2 separate regions of the Zea mays genome follow, and region 1 is linked to region 2. A link is a contact called in public Hi-C data. All regions are on one chromosome and are shown on one strand. Each heading gives the region's core, a stretch centred on a gene start, on an enhancer-like site or on the middle of the called end of the contact. The rest is flanking DNA. Distances are from core to core; before and after follow the strand shown.

Region 1 (4,512 bases), core at 1,233-3,732, 100 kb before region 2:
TCCAATCTAATAGGTTAATCCAACCTAACGAAGTATAACCTTAAGTTGAGCTAACCTAAGGTCAGTCACTTAACCAGATAATAGTGGTAAAATAAATGAGACTCTACTCCTATAAAATATGTTTTAATTTAATTCACTCTACACTAAATTAAGAACGACAGATCAACTCGGTCATACCCAACAACTTGACCTACATATTAGGTTACATAACCTATCCAAACCATTCAGAAGCAAAACAACCAAACCAGACTCTGACTAACCTCATCTAATTCATAGCCATATACTAAACTAATGTGGTCTACTTAAACAGATTAGTGATACTGGTAGAAAAGATTAGACCCTATTAGCCTGGTATTAACTTAACTTAGTATATTAGACCAACTCAACCAAGAGCAAAAAGATCTAAATCAACCAATAGAGTCATGATGGATGGTATAATCTGTCTATCCCCACCTAACATCAAACAAACTTTTGACCTACATCATGTAGTCTATCTTATTCATAACTATCTTAACCATATTCCCCAACTCTGATAATATACACTAATGTCGAATCAGTAAGACCAAGAGCGGAGAAGAAATTATCAATATCGACAAGGAAGGATATAACAGTCAAAGCAAATCTCTAGATGAATCAAGACTTAAACATTTCGAACGAAGTCTTTTCCTTGCCATAATCTTTCTTACCTCAAACTTGCCCAGCTTATATTCTATATAATAAGTAGCTAGATACCTATGCTCTCCCAATCACCCACTATTGACCATAAAAAATGAGACTCTAAATTTTTGAACCAATTATAGATTAAAAACTGAATTACAAACCAAACCGTGTGTATCCCTTTTCTTACAAATCTCGAGGATGAGATTTCTGTTAGGGGGTAGGATTTATAAAGCCCTAAAATTTGTATAAGGTAAAAATAATAAAATAAATAAATACATGTATTTACATAAAAGTGTTTTGAGAATTACTTGATTTTCGTTTCTTTGTGCATATTCTTCCAAAGGATAATGAATAAAATTAATTTTGAACACAAATGGATCAAAATAATCTTGGGTGAATTATGCATTTGGATACATTCTCTAAAAAATATAATATATATATATAGTTGTAAATAATGCATTTCCTTAATAAGAGATTACATATTAAGAAATAATTTCTCTTAAAACAAATAAATATTCAGTTCGGAATAAACTTTCAATTTAACTACATATATAAATCATATTATGTTAACATAACAAACTTTGAGTTTGTGGATTTCCATAATTGAAAGCATTTGTTTAATGAATAAGATAAAGAAATAAATAAACAAATATACTTTTGTATTTTGCATTCTGGAGTTTTATTATGACTGAGCACATAAATTTGACCTAGATTTAAATTAAAAATTTAGTTTAATCTAGTTTGGAAAATAAAAAGAAAAGAAAATGGGCAGACTGGTTCTTGGGCTGAGTTACCTTCATTCCGGCCCATTTGCCATTTTCTGTCGCGTGGCCCACTTACTTCTCCACGCGCACCGGCGCCGACGTGTGGGCCGCCCCTGTCAGCCTCACATGATGTGCGTCTGCGTTTGCTCCAAGCCGATGGCAGGTGGACCCCGTCGTGTCAGATCCTCTCCCTCGGTCCAAGGAAACCGCACCTGGCGGCCCATGTTTCCCCCAGGCCAACCTTCTTTGCCTCGCGCGGACCGACTCCTCTGGGCCAAATAGTCGGCCCATTTCCCCGCTGACTGCACTGTCCACACCGGTGGAGCGTGCTGACGTGTGGGCCCGTGTGTGGGTCACCGCCATGTGGGGGCCATTTGTCAGCTCTTTCTTCTAGACCGGTCCGTTGGGATCTTCCGAGTCTACCGTAGCTCGTTCCCCTCCCGGCGATCCAACAAACCGCGCCCGAAATCCCTACCACCTCGGGCTATAAAACCTTGTGCCGCACTCCTCTCGTACCCCACGACCGATCCATCGCACCTAGAAAATGGAACACCAGGGGCTGCCATTGCTGGGAGCTCACTCCAAGAGGCGAAGCGAGAGCTGAGTGTCGTCGCATGCCAGTTCGGCCCACAACCACGAAAAGCTTGCGCTATGGCGTGGAGATAAGCCAATGGCCCCTGACGCGTGTGCGCGGGGTATTTCTGAGCACGGGGGTTCACTGGAACCGTGGGAATTGCTCGCCGGAGCAATTTTGGCATCCCAGATCCGCCCAACGCCGTAGGGAGCCTGTTTCTGCCGCCACTGCCGGTAAGAATCCTCTCTGGTATACTCACGTTGATCTCAACTGTGTGTAGGAATGGTCGACGATGGAGTCTGGGTGCCGGGCCAATGGATGGTCGTGGGCGGCAATGGCCCCGCCGGCTATGCTAGACATGCCATCGGCCGACGTTGGGGGGAAGAAGGAGGATGCGGGACCATTGGATCTTGGACGTACGACCAGGATTAAAGCGAGACATACCCCTTCACCTAATAAGATCTTAGTCGTAGGTATAGGATCAGACGGCCAGAGGCAGATCTTGGCGCCGTGATATCAGGGTCGTGGATCGTGTGATGGGGTTGCCCGGATCATATACCGGTTCGTTTTAAAATAAATCTAATCCTAGCGCTCTGTTATTGATCGGATGGCTGTTATCGGCGCGTACCCCTTCGCAGGCGTACTTTTTCATATGAACCCCTCAGTTTACTTAAAAACAACCAGCGGTCCAGTCCTGAGCCTTGAAACTATTTGCGTAGTAGACCCTGTGCTCTCTGGAATTCACAGCTGTAGTACAACCAGTTATTAATTAAGAGAAAACATAATCAAAATGAATTTCTTATATAAAAACAATTCCAGAATCTTGTTAAATCCATAAGAAATTCATATTAAGTTCGAATTGACCCATTTCAGTTTCTATAATTTTATAATATTATTGTTTGTCAACTAGTGTCTCTGGTTTGACATGAAAACTGTATTAAAATTAATCTCTTAATTAATTTTGTATCAAATACATAAAACCTTTGGAAATTTATAACGTCCCTATTTTAACTCCGTTTTGATTCATTCAAGTTACATTAGTCTCACAATAATATTTATTATCACTTGGTAACTTTGTTTTGTCATGAAATATAGGTTAAAATGTTGAACTTAGTATATTCTATATTTAACCACGTGGATCTTCGGAAAACCATAACTTCATAACCGTAACCCCGTATTTAGCGGTTCTCGAACCCACGATCTCGTAGCGACGCGTAGATTATTATTATGCAGTTTATTCTTATGTTTGGTGTGATGTTGATTTTTCCTATACCATATTTGTTTGTATTGCTACGACTAGCACGAGGTTACGAGCCACCTGAAGATCATCCTAGTACCTGGAATCTAAAGTCTCGGGCAAGTTGTGCCCTTGATCACTTTTTTTACCCAGTCATGTTCTTATTAATCATAACGATCTGCATAGGTTAATTTTGATGGGACACAATAGGTTACCCTAGTTTGACTATCTTTATACCTTGTTCACCACTGAATTTTTGGGTAGTACCTGTTATTGCTTTATATGGTTTTGGGTATAGATATACACACTATTCATTATCATACTTATATTATCAGTTGTTATTTATTGTTTATGATAAGATCATTATGTTAATTGGAACATGGAGCGACCACCCGGGAAAATAGTGCTACCACAAGGGTGGTATGGGACGCCCTTGGTTCACTAATTTGGAAAGCTAGTGGAAGACTACCTTACCCGAAAGGGGCAAGGGCAGTAGGGGAGTGGTCAGTGTAGGGAGGCCCATGGGTTGATTTTGCTACGATGGCGGTCAGGCAAGGGGTCCCTGCATTGGAGCTTCCTATAAACTGTAGCGGGTTTTCGAAAGCTAGTGGAACTTTTTAAAGGCCTCGTAGTGTTACCCTGCCTCGCCTCCTAGGTAGAGGTGTATGGGAGTCGCTATCCCTTGGCAGGTGGGTAACATGACTTGTGGGTAAAGATGTGCAACCTCTGCAGAGTGTAAAACTGGTATATCAGCCGTGCTCACGGTCATGAGCAGCTCGGACCCTCACATGATTAATTTATGGAACTAAATTCAAATTTGTCATATGCATTGCATCACAGGTGTTGTTAAAACTTTTGTTCTACTACTTAATTGGGTTGGTATTTACATATACTTAGTAACTGCTAATAAAATTTTGACCAACTTTAAAAGCAATGCTCAGCTTCAACCATCCTCTTTGGTAAGCCTTACACTTCACGTGAACTTACACCTTTGGCGAGTTCATGCACATTATTCCCCATAACTTGTTGAACGATGAACGTATGTAAGCTCACTCTTGGTGTCTTACACCCCCCCCCCCACAGGTCAAGGATAGGTGCCGCAGGATGAGGCGCATGGAGGATGCTGTGATGAGTTCGTGAGAGGTCTAGGCCGTCATCTCCCATTCAACTTTGGGTTGCTGGATCATGTCTTCATATGATGTATTTATTTATTTATTTTGTACATAACTCCTATTATATAGTAAAGATGTGACATCCGTTTCTGTACCACTATTCAT
Region 2 (4,157 bases), core at 821-3,320:
TCTGGGGTAAACCACCCTAGGCTTTTTTTTAAAAAAATCATTTGTCAAACTAAGCAAACAAACAAATAGAATGTAAAAAACTCGATCTGTGGGGATATGACAACCCCAAGGTATTGCATCAAGAAGAAAATCTCAAGCAGGTCAAGAAAACACCCGAATCCCTACCTCACCCATAAACAAATAAATAGTATGTCATTTCAGATAAATTTAACTTAGCACAATAGAATCAGGAGCATAGAAAATAATATGTATCAAATAGAGGTTCGCACTTATTCTATGACTCTACGGACATGCACAATGTATTTTGACTGGCATGAAGTGCCCAAATAATAACAAATCTAGCAGTACAGCATGACAAATTTCATTTAGGCAACATAATTATTTTCAATCAAGTTTGGCACAAGGCAGGCATGCAGCATTCACAAGGCATGACAAAAATATGATGATATTCATAGGAATTAGGCAACTGCTGGATACAGTCAAATGGGATCATCAATGCAGTAAAAAACTAAGAAGAGAATGTTGATTGATCAGTAGCGATTAACAGGGCAGATCTACTTGAAGTGGCATGTAGGAAAATAAGACGTTATATATATTCATAGAACAAGCATACAAGGATTACTACAGTGGAGTAACTATAATCAACACATCAAAAACTGGAAAGAATTGAGGCAATTCGCGTTGCTGCCTTTGATTTTGCAACCTAGCAGATCCATTTTCTTAGATGCAAAGAAGATCATACATAACATACTAATACGAAAAAAATAAAAATAAAAACTACATCAGTTGCCACTTTGCAGTTTCAGGCTATGAAGTCAATAAACATGGATTGCAGCTCTAAAGATACTGATAAGCATTTCATAGAATGTTTCCAGTAGTCAGTAATACTGGTTTGCTGTGAACAAACCTGATGGGTCTCCATGTTCACTGAATCCCTGTGCCCAGGCAATAACTTGCTGCTTGGTTCCTGCGCATTTCATCAAACACTAAACCACAAAGAAACGGCACCGAGTGCCAAAACAACATAGAAACTTATTCTACGAGCATATAAACGAGAATTAGATAGTTGCTACCTTAACATATGGCTCCTCTTTGTCCTCCTCAGGCAGCGATGGCATATACATCAGATCGTCCATCTCAAATGCCTCACGAAGCGACAGCCAGAGCAGCTTATACTCCCTCTTAGAGGCCCCGAGCCGCAGCGTGTCACCGGTAGCGAGATCCACTGGCGTGTTGGGTGGGATCCGTCGCCCCGAAACCCATGTCCCGTGCACTGCATCAATGAAGACCCCCAGGAATGGGAAACGCCGAGTTAACTTCCACGTCATTTCAATCCAAAAACAGAAGACTGAGACACTACATCGTTTCAGTCGAAAATTAGAAGACTGCGACACTCTGTAGGAAATTTCGATGGGGGAAAAAATCTGATCCCAAATCCGCAATGATGAAGGCAGCATTGATCCCGTCTGGAGATGATCCAAGTCCAACAACGCATTGAAGTTCTAGTGAAATCCCTAAATAGAATACGCCACAGTTGAACGAGCACGAATCAATTGAAATGTAGACTAACAGGCCAGATCAGTCCGCGGGATCGGACCAATCCTGTTAGCGCCGCTATCACGAACACATTACGAGGATGCAGAGGAAGGGGAAAAGGTAACAGAGGCTGGCGTCTCACCGGAGTGGAGGTCGGTGACGGTGATGAGACTCTGTCGACGTCGGCACCGTAGCTCGAGGTGGAAGCGGCTGACGCTGGGGTGGTCGACGAGCACGTGGCAGTCGGGGTGCCGACCCACCATCACCGGCGGGTCCTCCTCATCACTCTCCACTTCTCTTCCGCCGGACCCGCACATCGCCTCCGGCGGTGGTGCGTTGAGGAAAATGTGCTTGAGCACGATGCCGCCCTTGGACACCGCAAACGCCGCGATCAAGGCGTCCCCGTCCGCCGCCGCCATGCCGTGGGGAATCTCTCTTCTCTCGGTGCGCGTGGCTGTGTGGCCGCTGCTGAGGTCAAGGAGACGTAGTGCAGACTGCGAATCTCTGCGAGTTTGAAGCCTTGGAGAAGAACGGGGAGGGGGATGTGTAGGGGGGATGAGCGCCGGCGAAGGAGACGTTGGAGGTGGCTATGAAACCGGGCGGCAGATTTGGATTTTGGAGTTGCAACGGTCAGAATTAGGACCAGCGTGTGCGGTGTGCCGCGTGAGTGGTGAGCGTCTCTCTCAAATGGGCCGCGAAAAGAACGGGCCTAATCGGTGTGGGTCGTAAATGTTGGGTCTCTTGCGTACTAGAGAGAAAGGACTGGGCTGGGCTATATTTCATATCGAGCGAGCTTTATTCAGACAGAGAGAGGCAGAGTGTGACGGAACCTCCAAAGTAATTAGGTTCACCTACAGCTGTACTTGTCCAATAGACATCAGACAACCCTGTAGATGTTCCTGAATCACTCGACAAGCTCGGTATCTTCTTTCTTACCTTTCCAGGAACGTTTCACCCGTCTTGCAGACATTACAGAACATCGGAGATATAGAAATGCGGAAGCGATTACATAAACTTACATTTATTTAGAAAGTAAGATCAAGTTACTTATTACAGACCAGAGTTATCGTATGAGTGCAGAGTAATATTATTACACATACCAAGGGAGGTAAAAACTCCTCCCGATAAGTTCTTATATAAAAGTTCTATATGGAGGATCCTTTCCTCCCGCACTTCATTCCTTGCGTTCTTCTTTTGGCACCATCTTAGAGCAGAAGCAACAAAAATTTGTCGCTTCCTCACCTAAAAACAACGGGGGAATAAACCCTGAGTATGGAATTACTCAGCAAGTCTTACCCGACTAAAGAAAAGACTCTCAAGGGTATGCTGGTTATAAGGGAGTCAAGGTAAGACTTTCAATAATCAAAGACTCTGTTTTGTAGAAATGATTACTAAAGTGGATCCTTAAAAATCCAGTTTTATTTGTCAGGTTAAGTAAAATTACCTGCAACTAGAGTTTTTTCTACCCTAGTTCAATCACTTGTCCTGCATTAGCCAATTTCTTAACAAACCATCATCTTTAGTGGATTGCTACGTGTAAGTCAGTGACCAAGTCTTCATAACCGCGAAGGTACGGCGATCCGAATCGATTATACTCAGCTGAGGATCTCCAATCACACGACATATGTAGCACTTAACCCTTGCATATGTCAACCCGCCACCGGGGTTCTTAAGACCAGATCAGGTTCACGCAAACTGAGAGCACAGATACACCACCGTCCAGCCTCTTGCCACGGAGGGTACACGCTACTCCCGCCACCGCTCCACGCCCATTTCGTGTTATCTTATTCTGGCCTTAGTCTGCCCGAGGCAAGGCTTACCCATGACGAGGCATGTGACCAGTTAAAGGGTCCTCGGTCATCAAGCCTACATCGACACGGTCCTTAATCGACTCAGACGGAGACACTACACCAAGACTCCTTTCTCGTGCAAGTCACCCGCCCGGTCTCAGCTTAATCATTTCAACCCAAAAACTTGGTACCTGGCAGAGGTACATCTTTTCCGATGTTGAACCCATCACGACCATGATGGATCCACCATCAAGTTTTATTTTTGAAAACAACCCTCCCACTTTGCCAATCATCTTTTGTAAAACAAATCCTTTTGTTTTTCTAAAGCAATACTAAGCATAGAAAAACCTTTTTGTAAAAACAGGGTTTCAAGGAAGGTAATGCAGGAATTGTTTAAGCATTCAACTCCTATCACCTAATGCATCAATCAAGTGAGAAAGATTTTAAAAACATCAAGGAAGGTGGCAAATGCACCAGAGCTTGCCTTCGTTAGTAGGTGAGTCAGGCTCGGACCCGCAGATATCGAAGTAGAAACAATTCCCGGCCTGATATTCCGAAGGTGGTGGTGTCTTCTCTTCGGTCACTTCGATTTCTTCTTCGTTTTCTAAATATAGCCATATAAGTATACTAGGTACGTGCCCGTGCGATGCCACGGAACGTGATTACAATAATGACGACAAAATCCGTGATTAAACATAGATACATAACAATATAAATACGTAATATTATTATAAATATTTCGACCCAAATATTATTATAAATAACGCATAGAGGAATGTCAGTGTTGCGGTAGTGAATCCCTTTGTGTGTTATTTCTTAGACGGCGACGTG

The links. A called contact is a pair of places that touch in the nucleus more often than the background predicts.
Region 1: a Hi-C map of bundle sheath shows a contact between it and region 2, with 3 times the contacts expected there. The contact joins the enhancer-like site here to the promoter of LOC100381618 in region 2. A contact is called at or near these places in 4 of 25 Hi-C or Micro-C datasets (bundle sheath, ear, endosperm and 1 more).

The regions. Positions count from the first base shown.
Region 1 is chr2:140,192,056-140,196,567 of Zm-B73-REFERENCE-NAM-5.0, reverse strand. No RefSeq gene overlaps it. Among protein-coding and RNA genes, the nearest start is that of LOC606407, 36 kb to the right of the region's middle. Within about 2 kb of position 2,482, at least 18 of the 20 cell types and tissues checked have an H3K27ac peak or open chromatin away from gene starts, as enhancers often do. A contact at or near this core is called in bundle sheath, ear, endosperm and 1 more, where this site is marked.
Region 2 is chr2:140,090,408-140,094,564 of Zm-B73-REFERENCE-NAM-5.0, reverse strand. It overlaps LOC100381618, which reads right to left and starts at 2,070. Exons shown (of 7, transcript NM_001361457.1): 1 at 1,679-2,070; 2 at 1,074-1,273; 3 at 908-967. The coding sequence starts at 1,955.